Regions from separate parts of the Mus musculus genome. Here region 2 is linked to region 1. Evidence: chromatin contacts called from public HiChIP or PLAC-seq data. All regions are on one chromosome and are shown on one strand. Each heading gives the region's core, a stretch centred on a gene start, on an enhancer-like site or on the middle of the called end of the contact. The rest is flanking DNA. Distances are from core to core; before and after follow the strand shown.

The links. HiChIP or PLAC-seq counts read pairs in DNA pulled down with a chosen protein or histone mark.
Region 2: an HNF4G HiChIP or PLAC-seq map of pancreatic cancer cells shows a contact between it and region 1. The contact joins two enhancer-like sites. A contact is called at or near these places in 1 of 484 Hi-C or Micro-C datasets (CD4 T cells) and 6 of 115 datasets of contacts at active chromatin or transcription factors (the HPC-7 cell line, effector CD8 T cells, epiblast stem cells and 3 more).

The regions. Positions count from the first base shown.
Region 1 is chr1:91,065,290-91,071,103 of GRCm38.p6, forward strand. It overlaps Lrrfip1 (leucine rich repeat (in FLII) interacting protein 1), which reads left to right. Exons shown (of 25, transcript NM_001310732.1): 2 at 3,274-3,360. Among named protein-coding and RNA genes, the nearest start is that of Lrrfip1, 15 kb to the left of the region's middle. Within about 2 kb of position 4,507, at least 38 of the 459 cell types and tissues checked have an H3K27ac peak or open chromatin away from gene starts, as enhancers often do. A contact at or near this core is called in the HPC-7 cell line and pancreatic cancer cells, where this site is marked.
Region 2 is chr1:91,188,679-91,195,473 of GRCm38.p6, forward strand. All of the region lies in intron 1 of Ramp1 (receptor (calcitonin) activity modifying protein 1), which reads left to right. Among named protein-coding and RNA genes, the nearest start is that of Ramp1, 12 kb to the left of the region's middle. Within about 2 kb of position 4,778, at least 76 of the 459 cell types and tissues checked have an H3K27ac peak or open chromatin away from gene starts, as enhancers often do. A contact at or near this core is called in the HPC-7 cell line and pancreatic cancer cells, where this site is marked.

The DNA of each region.
Region 1 (5,814 bases), core at 3,257-5,756:
GATGACTGCCTTCACTTCCTGTACTGTGTGAGGCTCTGTCTCCCCACAAGTCATGTGAGCACTGTAAGAGATGTGGGTGCCAAAAGTGGAGGAGTTTACAAGGACCCACAGATGTATTGAATTACAGACTAGTCTTCTGAATCCTGATATCAGGAGCAGCTGGCACATAATAGGCTTCATTCGTGTGGCTCCTCTGCCAGCCCAGGCCTAGTCTCCTCAAGGCAGGGCTGGTGGCTCTACAGGTTCTAGTACTGATGCCCTCAAGAGCAAGGTGCATGGTGGCCAAAGTGTACTACAATGAGAATTGTGTCCCGGGGGGGGGGTTCTTGTGGCATGTGCACCCCATTTGATCCAGTGCCAAGAATTAATCCAGATGGGATGAAGGGCTAGCTGGCCAGGCATCCTGACTTGGGATGTGTATGTGGTACCCAGTGTCCCCAGCTTAGAGGAGGCCAGCAAGGGCAAATGTCATCTCAGAATCGAGGGCATTTGTTGGTATGTAATGACTACCCAGAGACTCACAGCTTTGAGTAGTGTTCATCTGACCTCCTAGCTCTAGGGGTCAGGAATGTAGGCCTCAACCTTGCTGTGCTCTGGGTCTAATGGGCTATGATTAACAGCTAGCCAAGCTGGGTTCTTTTGGACCCCAGGATCCTCTTCTGAGCTCATTTGTGCTTCACTTTCTTGGAGGTTATAGGGTAGTGGTCACTGTTCCTGCTGGCTGTCACCTGAGAGCTACTCACATGCCTCTCTTTTATATGGCATCCAGATTTCTCAAGACCAACAAGAGGCTTGCCCTGGCCTTCTCTTAGAGGCCTCATCTAAGCCCACCAGGCATGTTCTTTTTGCTCAACTCAAGGTCAGCGGGTGAAAGCCCTTAATTTGTACAGTTCTCTCTGACATATAAAGTTATGTAGGGACAGGTGTGACCTTATCATGTTCACAACTCTGCCCACATACACTCGAGATAACTCCTTATCGGGTGCCTACATAGAGAGAGAGAGAGCGAGCATCGATATACCAGTCAGCACAGTCCTGGTGACCCTCCTAGGACTTGTAGGCCTTTCTAGAACTGTGACAGTTAAATTCTCTCTCCCTCTGCCTCCCTCTTATCCTTTTAGTCTTTTTCACAAACCTTCCTGTTCCTCCGTGTCTAAGCTAATGGACTAATACTGCTGTCAAAACTCTTCCCTAGTCTCTGCCTTCTTAGAAAGGAACAGGCCCAGGACCATGTTACCCTCTCACCCAAGGGTGAGAATCTAAGGAGCTTTCCACACACACACACCCACCCTTGGCTCTTACAGACACACACACCCACCCTTGGCTCTTACAGACCTCAAGTAACCCATGTGCCTGGTGTGGAACCTTCAAAATGACACCAAGAGCCAGAGTTCTGACACAGCCATGACAAGGCAGTGCCCCACCACTGTGTTCCAGCTGCAGCCCAGGCCTCAGTGTTGATTACCCTTTGATTTGAAAAACCTGGGCTTGGACTGATAAGGGGCCACACAAAGTCTGCTATGAAGTCAACTCCTTGGAAGTCGGAAAGAAATCCCTTGTGACTCAATTTAGATTAGAATTCAACTTAGATTAGAGTTGAATGAGATCAGGGATGGGTATGATTGTGAACTCCTGAAATCCCAGCATGCCAGGGTGTGGGAGGGCTGAGGCAGGAGGATGGTGAATTTCGGGTTGGCCTGGGCTATGGAGATAGCAAGACCTTGGTCTTTTACAAGTACAAGAATCAACAATGAAAAAATTTTAAAAGAGGAAGGAAGGGAAAAGGAAAGACTAGTTTGTCTTCTGATATATATATATATATATATATATATATATATATATATATAGTGTGTGTGTGTGTGTGTGTGTGTGTGCATGTATATGTGTGTGTACATATATACATACATACAGTCAGTCAGGGAGGTAGTATGCAGGTCAGCCCTCAGTACCTATCACCTATGGGAGTGTGCCTCTGGGGAAGCCAGGCACGCTGAGGCTCTTGCCACTTCCTGGCCAGCCCCACTAGCCAGTTGAGGGCTGCCCAGAGAGTGCTGTTTTAAAATGACCAGGGAATCAGTGAGACATTGCAAAACTCCAGAGTTGTGGGTAGAAGAATTATTGACTGTGTATCAAGGGAGCTTACCTGCCAAGAAGGAGTGACTTGATCCCAGAGAATACCTGAATTCTTGAACATTCTGCCTTGTACTTCCTTCGATGCTGGGATGTATGAGATAAGAACATTCATATGGTCTATAGACATGCAACGGGGTCAAAATGCCATCTATAACCCCTTAGTTGGCCTAGTCAGATGTGTTCTGACAGCCAGGGTCTCTACCATCCAGAGCCCTCCACTGTGCCCTTGGGAGAACCCGAGCTTCTTACAGGGGAGAGGGAAGTCATAGGGCAGCAGGGTGGGCCACGAGGGATTGGCAGGAGTCTCACAGAGTAGATCTGTCTGTCTGTGAGGCTGTCAGACTGGGGCCCTGTAGGAACCCCGGACTCTGATACGGGACAGGGCTAAGGAATGTGTCATACAACATAAAAGAAGCTCTTAGGACAGCATCCACCTGGCATTTGGTTAGGGCTCAGTGGTCGTCCTCCTGTCCTCAGGGGACAGCAGATGGTGCCAAACTCTGCTGAGCTGTGTTTCTCCTGGACATATGTGCCTATGATGGATCTTTATGTCTAAGCCGGGCACAGTAACAACAATGTTGCAGACCATGGCAGTCTCAGCATAGGCTTTTCCTTTCCTTTTGGCGTCAGGAACTTTCACGTCTTTATTAAAGGGAAGTACTTCTAACCTCTTCTTTGGCATATGGAAACTGTCAGAATCACCATTCCCTGTGCTTGGGGGCCATTGCTAAGTGAAATGAGGGCAGGCAACCTCAAGACAGGTTCTGGCTGTTGCTGGCGCGGAGCTGACGGTAACTAACAGGCAGATGGTGGAAACTCTGGGCAAAGCGAGGCAGAACAAAATGGTGCCGGATTTGATCACGCGGCTCAGCATCGGACATGTTTAAATAATCCTTTATTTCTGAGATTTCCCATGTAAGGTTTTTGGACTTTGGTGGACCCCACCCAGCTAATTGAAACTAGATAAAGGCGGAGCTCCCCTTCTTCCTACTCCTGACAACCCTGCCTCTCCGGTGCATCTGTGAATCACACAGTGTGCTTGTTAAGCCCTAAACAAGATTTTCTCTCTACTGTGTCATTAACTACATGCCCGGAAGTTGCCTGGTCTGTTCTCTAACAAGGTTTCTGGGTCTGTTTCAGGCGGAGGCCAGGCTCGCAGCGAAGCGTGCAGCCCGAGCCGAGGCTCGAGAGATCCGGATGAAGGAGCTGGAACGGCAGCAGAAAGAGGTAATGGGGGCTGAGTGTTCCGAGGTTGGCTCTTTCTCTTTCAGGACTGTGAAGACAGCGTACCTGCTGCTGTTGGGCACCTGCTCTCGTCATTGTCACCTTAGTGTTGCTCCAGCTTGGAATGCGTGTGCTCCTTGTAGTTCTTGTTCCAGATTAGCCCCAGAGTGCACACAGCATGAATGCTGGACATCTGTTCCAGGTTAGCCCTGGTGTGCACTTAGCACAGATGCTAGGCATGGCTGTCCAACTGGAGACCTAATGGAGCCAGAGAGATGCTCGCAGCCTGAGAGCTTGCCCTTTAGTCGTAGTTCCTAGGACAGCTTTCTAGCTGAGAGGAGCTTGAGAGGATTGGGTTTGGGCTTCTAACAGGGCGTTGGGGGGCGGGGGAGTAGGGTCTGGATCCTCTTAGAACCAGAAAAGACCAAAATGATTTTCTTTTAATTTAATTGGTCAACTTCTTTCCTTTAAAAACAAAATTGCTTTGAGGCTTATTAGTATCTATCAATGGTTAGTGTAAACTTTGGAATAAGTAGCCACAGGAACAAATAAATGTGTTCTAGGGGACCGGGGTGGTCATCAGTACCTTCAACCCTTCATCTTGTCTACTGTGGGTTTTTAAAACCTTGAGTCAGAATTTTGTTCCAACAGCCAGCGTGTGGGCTCTGTAAGTACGTTAGGGTCCTGGCTTCTTCACAACCTTTCCTGTAACTGATAAATGATCCCTCTGGGGGAGTATTTGCTTCAGCCACATGCTACTGAGCTTGGCCATGCAGATTTGAGACCAGCTGCTGGAGTCGTCCTCCATGTACAGGTTCTGGTTCTGTTAATGGACCCCAGCTGATGCTCATTGTCTGTGTAACTTCAGATGGAAGCTTGGGATTCCAAATTCTCTTAAGACCAGCAGGTTCCTCCTCCAGATCAGCAAGTCCCAAACCTGTCACGTGTACTGTAGGGGTGGCGGATCCACAGCTTAAGATGTTCACCATCCTCGGCCTGGGGGCTTTGCCATCCCAGGAGGAAATATATCAGCAGAAGAGGGGATGTGGCCAGACTTGATTTGGGGAAGGAAACTTGGAGATAGCGTGTGGGTAGCTGTAGAGTGTTGGGAGCCACAGCCTAAAAGGGGTAACCAGAGCCCCAGTGTGGGGAAGGCAGTCAGGGCAGTCACCACAGGGAGGGACCTCACCCCTACCCTGTGGTGATTACAGAGTGACCTTTAGATAGGTTTGGCAAGCGTCTCCTTTATGCTAAGCTATGAGCAGAAAAGTAACCCAGTATTGGAAAATGACTCATTTTTTTCTTTCCGGTTACAAATACAAATGAAAAAATTTCAAAAGTGTAATGTGTTTAGTCTTTGTGATTTTACATTTAGAAGTTGGTACTTTTGTGTGGTTTTTGTTTGTTTGTTGAGACAAGGTCTTTCTATGTAGCCTTGGCTGTCCTGGGACTACCTCTGTAGATTAGGCTGGCCTCAAATTCACAGAGATCCCCCTGCCTCTTTGCCTCCCAAGTACTGCAATTAGAAGCGGATGCCACCACCACCTGGCCTTATGTGTGTTTTTTTTCTTTTAGTTCTCTGGGAAAAGCTTGGGGTCAGTGTTTTCCTAGCATCTGTCTCCCTTCTGAGCAGGTTTATTTTTCAAAAATCAGAAAATAAGTGGTCCTGGGTTCTGCGTTAATTATTTGGGCTTTACCACATGAACTGTGATTCACAGCCCCTCGAGTTAACTGACGTGCCTCCCTCTCCTGGTCTCTTGGCCGAGGGTCATGTGGGCCTAAGGGGAGTCAGGCCAGGTAAACACCTGTCTGGCTGCTCCCACCAGGAAACATCTTCAGGAAACTCACCAGAGACAAATATCTGGGCCCACAAATGGAAAATAGGAAAAGAGCCTACTGCTTTGTAGGCCACTGTCACGCACCTCTGAGCGGGCCCCGCCCAGGCCCAGGGAACCATCCCAACTTGAGCTCCTCGGCTAACGTGGCTGCATCGTACAAACTGGGCCAATTTATTTGGACTGAATATTTAATTTTTATTTTAATAACCAAGTCCCAGCTATTTCTCAGACCTCCTGCTATCATTTTCTCTGTGAAACATTTCTGCTCGTTCAGTAGACACTTGTGGGCCTACTGTGTGCAGGGCCCTGCTAACCCTTCCCATTGACTGTGGGAGCCACAGAGTAGTTGCATGGAGAGGTAGATAGTTCTGTGGCTGGAGGCTGCTGTTTCTTAGGGTTACAGAGGGTAGCTCTTGTCATCTGCCGAGCCAAGAGTCCTATGGGAGCACCCCCTCCAAGACTGCTCCCCATGCTCTAGGCTTCTCTACTATCCCCTCACCCTGATTTTCCCACAGTCCTTTGCTCTTTTTTTCTTTCTCTTTTTCCTTTTGGCAGCAATGGGGATTGAACCCGGGTTCTCATATATGCTAGGTATTCCATACTGAGCCCCAGACCCAGC
Region 2 (6,795 bases), core at 3,528-6,027, 120 kb after region 1:
CCTAGAAGCATGTCTCTTAGTCGATTTCACATCCAGTCAAGTTACCAACCAAGTTCCCTAAAGGACATCTGGAGTTCACTTTCAAGTGTACAGTTAAGTGTGCTAAGGACATTCATGGAGTCTTTAGCCTAGCTACATCCAGAATGCCTAGAACTCTGTTCTCATTAAACACTGATGCCCTCCTCCTTCATCTCCCAACCCCTGGCAGCCACCACCCCATGCTCTATCTAGATGTTAGCTTCAGTGGTGCCTTATGGAATCCGATCCTGACCCTGTGGAGTTTACTTTCCACATGTGTTTGCGAGATTAATCACATTACAGTGTGAGTCAAGTTTTCCTTCTTGTGAAGGTCAAAGAGACCTCCACTGTATGGACATATCACTTCTGGATTATTTCTCCATCCAGGGAGATGTGGAGCAGTTTCTTGGTTCCCACTGGTCATGTGGTGTGCAAACACCTCTTTGGGTCCCCGCCTCTTTCAGTTCCCTATGATATTCACTTAGAAGGGTTGCTGCATGCTGCATCACCGCATGGTGATTCTATCTTGGATTCTTTTAGGAGCCACCGTGCTGTATTCCACACAGCCTCGCCACCTCACACTCGTGCCTACGGAGCACAGAACCTCCTCCTCACCAGCAAGCGTTATTTTCTGGGTTGGCTGCTATGAACAGCATCGCATCCATTACTCTGTGGGTGGAACTGCACTTTGTCAGGGACCATGTTATGATCTATCACTTTTAAGTCTTAGATTGCTGGAACTAAGCACTGCTCATTGTTGGGGTGTTCAGGAGTCCCTTGATGGTGGTACTCCTTTGAATCTCTTTGAAAGGTTGTTCACGTTTGTAATTAAAATAGAATTATATCACATTGCCCCTTCCCTTTCCTCCCTCCAGTCCCTCCCAGGTCTCCTCCTTCTAACCCCTTCCAGGTCTATCTCAAATCCATAGGGTTTTTTTCTTTATTATTGTTACGTGTGTGTGTGTGTGTGTGTGTGTGTGTGTGTGTGTGTTTTATGTACAAGTGCGCACAATTATGTAAGTACAACCTACTGAGTTTGATATTGCTGTTTATGTGTGTATATGGTTTTTGGGAGGACCACTTTGTATTAGAGAACCAGGAAGGGGCTCATCCCTGGGAGAAGGCTAACTCTCCTTCTCCTGGCAGCATTGAGACCCAGGTAGCATCTGACGTTTCCAAGGACTGGGAGGACACATTGCATTTGCTTGCCTGGGTCTCGTGACTTTGGGCTGGCTACTCCCTATCATCTAGGCTCCTCACCAGAATGAAGGTAGCACAGGGTCACATCCCTTGGGACAGTTGTGAGGATGCTGCCCCCATGCAGAGCCTGGTGGGACCTGGGGCACTGTCAGTGGTCTCTGGGAATTGTTTGCTTTTCTGGTTTTAAGACATGTTTGGGAGTTGGACGTGGTGGCACACACCGTTAATCTCAGCACTCAGAAGGCAGGGGCAGGTGGATCTCAGTGAGTTCAAGGCCAGCCTGGTCTACAGAGTGAGTTCCAGGACAGCCAGGGCTACACAGAGAAACCCTGCCTCAGAAAAACAAACAAACAAACAAACAGACAGACAGAAGAACTGCATTTGGGGTTTTGTTTTCTGTTTCCCATTGTTCGCTACTTGTAGAGACATCCTGTCCATCCTGTCCATCTGTCCTCCTTTTCTTCCTTTCATTTTTCAAATTTTGGCACTTTTTGTTTTGGTTTGGTTTGGTTGGTTTTGGTTTTTTGTATTTATTCCTTTCTCTTTTTTAATTTTCTTTCTTTTTTTGACACAGGTATAGGATTTTGATTGTTGGTGTACAGGGAGGCTACTGAGTTGTGTGTTGCTTTTGTTTCCTGGTGCTTTGCTGAACGGATGGGTAAGATCTAGTTTTCTTGGGGAGTCCTCTGAGTCTTTAAGTACAGGTCTATGTCAGCTGCAAATAGGGATGCTTAGACTTCTCCTTTCCTGTTTGTATCTTTGTTTCTTTCTCTTATCGCCCTCTCTATGAGTGTAAGTGCTATAGTGAGCAGGAGCAACAGGAAGGGCCCCTCAAGGGGCATTTGTGTTGTGTGCAGTGTCTGGTCGCTGGGAAGCATCCTCTGCTCTCCACACACAGCCACTGCATACGTGAATACATCTGCATGTGCGTGTGCGTGTGCATGTGTGTGTGCTTTGGACACATGCATCTTCGTGTGTCATGTGTATATACACACAGGCAGATACAGAAAAAAGAAGAGTGAGCATAATGCTCACTTTCCTTATTCTGATATTGGAGGAAATGCTTTCGCTTTCCCTGTCTATAGTTTTCTGTATACAGCCTTTGTCACATTACAATCTACTCCTTATGTTCTTAGTTCCCTCATGAAGTGACACTGAACTTTCTCTAAGGCCTTTTCCACATCTACAGAGGTGATCAGGTGATTTCTGTCCTACAGTGTGTTTCTTTTCTCTTTCCTTTTTAAAATATTTATTGATTTATTTTATATAAGTACACTATAGCTGTCTTCAGAAATGCCAGAAGAAGGCATTGGATCCCATTACAGATGGTTGCGAGCCACCATGTGGTTGCTGGGAATTGAACTTGCTGAGCCATCTCTCTGGCACCCCTAAAGTGTGTTTCTATGTTGTGTTACAGTCCTTGGTTTCATATGCTGGAGCAACTGTGTAGCCCCTGGTTACCTTGATCATGACTCACCTTGGTCTTGGTGTGTGCTTGAATTCTATATATAGGTATTTGATTGACCATTTTCATGTCTATGCTCACCAGCGAAAGTGGACTAATAGTCTTTTTTTTTTTTTTTAATTTTGAGCAGGCCTCACTATGTAGCCTTTGTTGGCCTGGAGCTCACAGAAATCCACCTGCCTCTGCCTCCCCAGGTAGTCAGACTAGAGGTTGAACATGTCAGCTGGTCTACAGGGCAGGTATGTAAAAGTGTGTTCTTCAGTTCGAATGACTGTGTAGTTTCTGCGATTGGTTTTGTTACTTATTTCTAGTTTCATTTCACTGTGGTCCCATAAGACACTAGAAAATTCCTGACTCTTTTACCTTTGTCTCTTTTACATTTGTTAAAGCATGCTTTGTGGCCTAGAAGGTGGTCTAATCTTGAGACAGACCCTTGGGCTGCCAAGATGTACATTTTACCTCCTCTACTAGGTAAAAGGTTCCAGACAGAGCTTTTCAAAAAAAAAAACAAAACTGGGGTGCCACCATTAGTGTCAAACAATGAAAACCCTTTGTTCTCCTAGGACTGTGTAGGATGAGCTGTAGGGATGTCAGAGCCACCCACACAGACAGAAGATGCCCTGAAGACCTGGTGTGGGGGGAAAGATGGTGCAGAGGATTGTTCTCAGCTTGCCCTCATGTTCTCGGGATGTCCTTGCTCTCTTCACCTCCAGTTCCTTTGTGGGAGCCATCTGTCACTGATGTAGTGTCGTGCAAATGCTGCTCCCAGGTGCCTGGTTACTTCTGGGCATCGTTGTGATGTGGCAGGGACCGTCATCTGCTAGGACTGCCCTAGAGTCTCAGAGCCTCTGAGGACAGAGGTTCCCCTAGGAACCCCCTGTGGGTTACTGCTACCTGAGAAGTCCTGAGCCCACATCTCCAGAGCGTCTGTGGTAAGCACGCTCAGGATGGCAGCCGGCACTAGCACTCTGATGTCATCCACTCGTGATGGCTTCTCTCTGTGTGTGATGCTATGTGTGCTCAGCTGAGGCACATATAGTAGTAGAGAGAAGGAGCAGAGGAGCGATGCTGAATTCTGAAGTTATGCACAGCCGAGGGGCACGCCTGTCCTGACAGGCAGCTGAGAGAGCAGCATTGTCTCCGTCTAGGTTTCAGAGGCAGCAGTCCCCAGTGGTTACATTTGCCTGCACATAGAGTCAGCCTTTTGACTCCAAAGCTTAAAGTTTGAGGCAGTTTTACTGTTTGTTGTTGCTTGTTCTTTATGAGAGATTAGGATGTTCTTCCAATTACAAAATGAAACTACTCTCTGCCTGCGGAGCTGCCCGTGGCCCCAATCCACACTCTCCAAGGCAGGAAGGGATGAGTTTATGAGTCTAGCAGAAGAAAGATGGGGCTGAGCATAGCAAGTCTCCCCCTTGGGAGGTGGAGGGGTGATCTGAGAAGAATGGGAGGTACAAGGACCAGGTCAGGTAGGGTCAGCTCTACAGCTAGACCAGGGAGGCCCAAAGACTATCCAGGAGATTTTTGTCTTGGCAGAATGCTGGGGGTGGGGTGGGGGGAAGCATTCTCCTGGAAGTGTGGAGGGGACATGATTGGTCCTTCTGGGCCCCCAGCCTCCAAGTGCCCTTTTCTGTTGGGGACCATCTCTCCACAGAGGCAGCACAGTCTCTCCTGTGTACTAGCTCTGCAGGACAGGAGTGCATCTCCTATTCCCCTCCCTGGCCCCTTCACAGGGGACTTGGGGACACCAGATCTCTTTAGCTGATCCTTGGTGTCGACATCAGCACACACCGGGTTCTAATGCATGGCACCCAGAACCTTCCCTGAGGCACCCCCTTCTCTGCCCTAAAACTGACTCTTCCAGAACAGGAAGGAAGGCCAAGTCACTCTTGATCCTCTCCATTGCCTAGCCAGTACCTTGCACCAGTGGTGACCCCAGGTACCCTGCCTTCCTTTCCTAGCTGTGTTTCCTGGCAGTGGTGTGTGGGTATCTCAGGCATTTGGTGAAAATGTATGTGCCACTCTGCTGCGTGCCAGGGACGACTGCCCCTGTGAGTCAGAAAGGAGTGGGAGGTGAAAGCAGGGCAAATGTGGTTTTAAAAAAAAGTCTTTGCCCCCTCACCCTGAGCACCCCGGATGTGGCTGTGTCTATGTCTATGGAGGGTGTGCTGGCTTCCTGCAGCTATGGGCAGCTGGAGGAGGACAGCTTGGGGCACGGAGTTCATGAAAGGGGGAGTCATATGAGGTACAAGGCAGGTCTGGGTGCCAGGAGCCATAAAGTATAGGGGATAAATGGAGAGAGGACCCTTGACACTCACACGAGGTCTCATCCCAGCTTCTGGAGCTTGCTGTACATTTGAGGCTTCCTGACTACCACAGGAAGGCTTCCACAGGGGATCCTGGTGGGACAGAGATGGTGTTACCCTTTCCCCAGCCTCCACTGTGGCTGACATGATCCTCAAGTGTGCGCTGCTGGCTCCGAGGTCCCCAGGTGTGCTCACTGTACTCTTGTGGCCTGAGCATCCATATACTGGCTGCTTCATGAGCTCAAGTGCAGTTCAAGTACTTGCTGGGGAGTGGTGCCTTGCTGTCCTCTGTGTTTCCTAGGGCTCTAGGTTGGGCCCAGAAAACTTCCAGCAGCCCCTCCATGGCCCCTCAAGAGCAGAGGTCTCTCACTGAAGGCTGTGGATTGCCTCCCAAGAGCGATTTCCATCTGTCAGCCTTTCCCTTGGACAGGTCTCCACTCACGACGGCTACTCCTTAGCTTTTCCTAAAAGTCCCCAGGTCTCAGCTTTGTTCTCAGGACTCTAGTGTGTACCAACACCTAGCTCCTTTCCTCACCAGCCCCATCTCAGAGTTGTGGGCATCTCTGTGCCAAGCCTACCATCCTGACACAACCTCCTTCAACCTCTTCCTGAGTGGCTAGCCTCCCAGGGTATCCTACCCTATCCAGTCTCGACCTATTGATTAGTGATGCCTGTGGGGAGTCTCAGACTGGCTGGCACTAGCCTGGTGGCATGTCTGCCTGCAGTGAGAGCAAGCTCAGATTTGCAGAGCTCTGCCACCAGGCCACACGTGGTTCCACATGCTGCTGGGGACAGGGCTCTGGTGTGCTATTTGGCTTTTTATTTTTAATTAAACGTAGGGCTTCAGTTTCACTGCTTTGGCCTCACTGTCAAGATACATGCTCCAGAGTCTGTTATTACCATACAAGGATGGTCCCACGCCCAACTCACTGCCAGGGAATTCACTGTGTGCCACTTTGTGAAGTTTTGCTCGGTGCCATACCACCCTGGCTTCAGAAACACTGATTCTAGCCATGCTGGGCACCCTGTCCAGACTCAGGCAGTCCTATGCCAGCCCTTTTCCCTAGACCATGGTGGGCCAAGCACATGAGTGTGGAGATCACTTTCTAGGGGATACTCCAGTTTCTGCTGCATAGCTGGGCTTCAGCCCTCATGGATATCTCCTGTCCCCTGGGGTCCATCTGTCCTGGTCAGGCAGCTGATGGCTCTGTTCCTATGATCAGAACTCTTTCTCCTCCTGTTCTCCGCCCAACTTGAAACATCTCGCTCTCTGTGAGCTACTCAGTGCCTCTGCTGTGTCCATGGCCTCAGTATCCGGGGCTGGGCTGGCAGATGCCAGATCTGTATCCTTCCAATGGTCCACCCATTAATGTATCCTTCCTGGCAGCACTGTGGGTGACACTGGGTGGTACCCTCCAGTCCCTTTGTTCCCCACCCTCTCTGTGCTCCTCAGCTCTTCCTTACCTGCCCCACCATGACAACCTCAAAGGACAGGCCTTGCCCTTTGACTTCACTCCAAGCTTCTCTAGGGTCTTATCTCAAGCCAGCACCAGAGCTACATCTTGGGCTATGAGAGCCAGGACCAAATTCAGCTCTGGTCTGCACCACCTCTGGCACTGACACTTCAACTCTTTTCTCATGTGAGGCCTCGGTTTTCTCATCAGTAAATAGATAGTTATGATAGGGCCACCCTTCAATAGAACATGATGGAGCTAACAGTTCTGAAGAGCCCAGCTCTGGCTCCCCTGTGCTGTCTGGAGCCTACGGGCCTTGCGTCTCCAACCTCTCCAGACCGTGTTCCTGAGC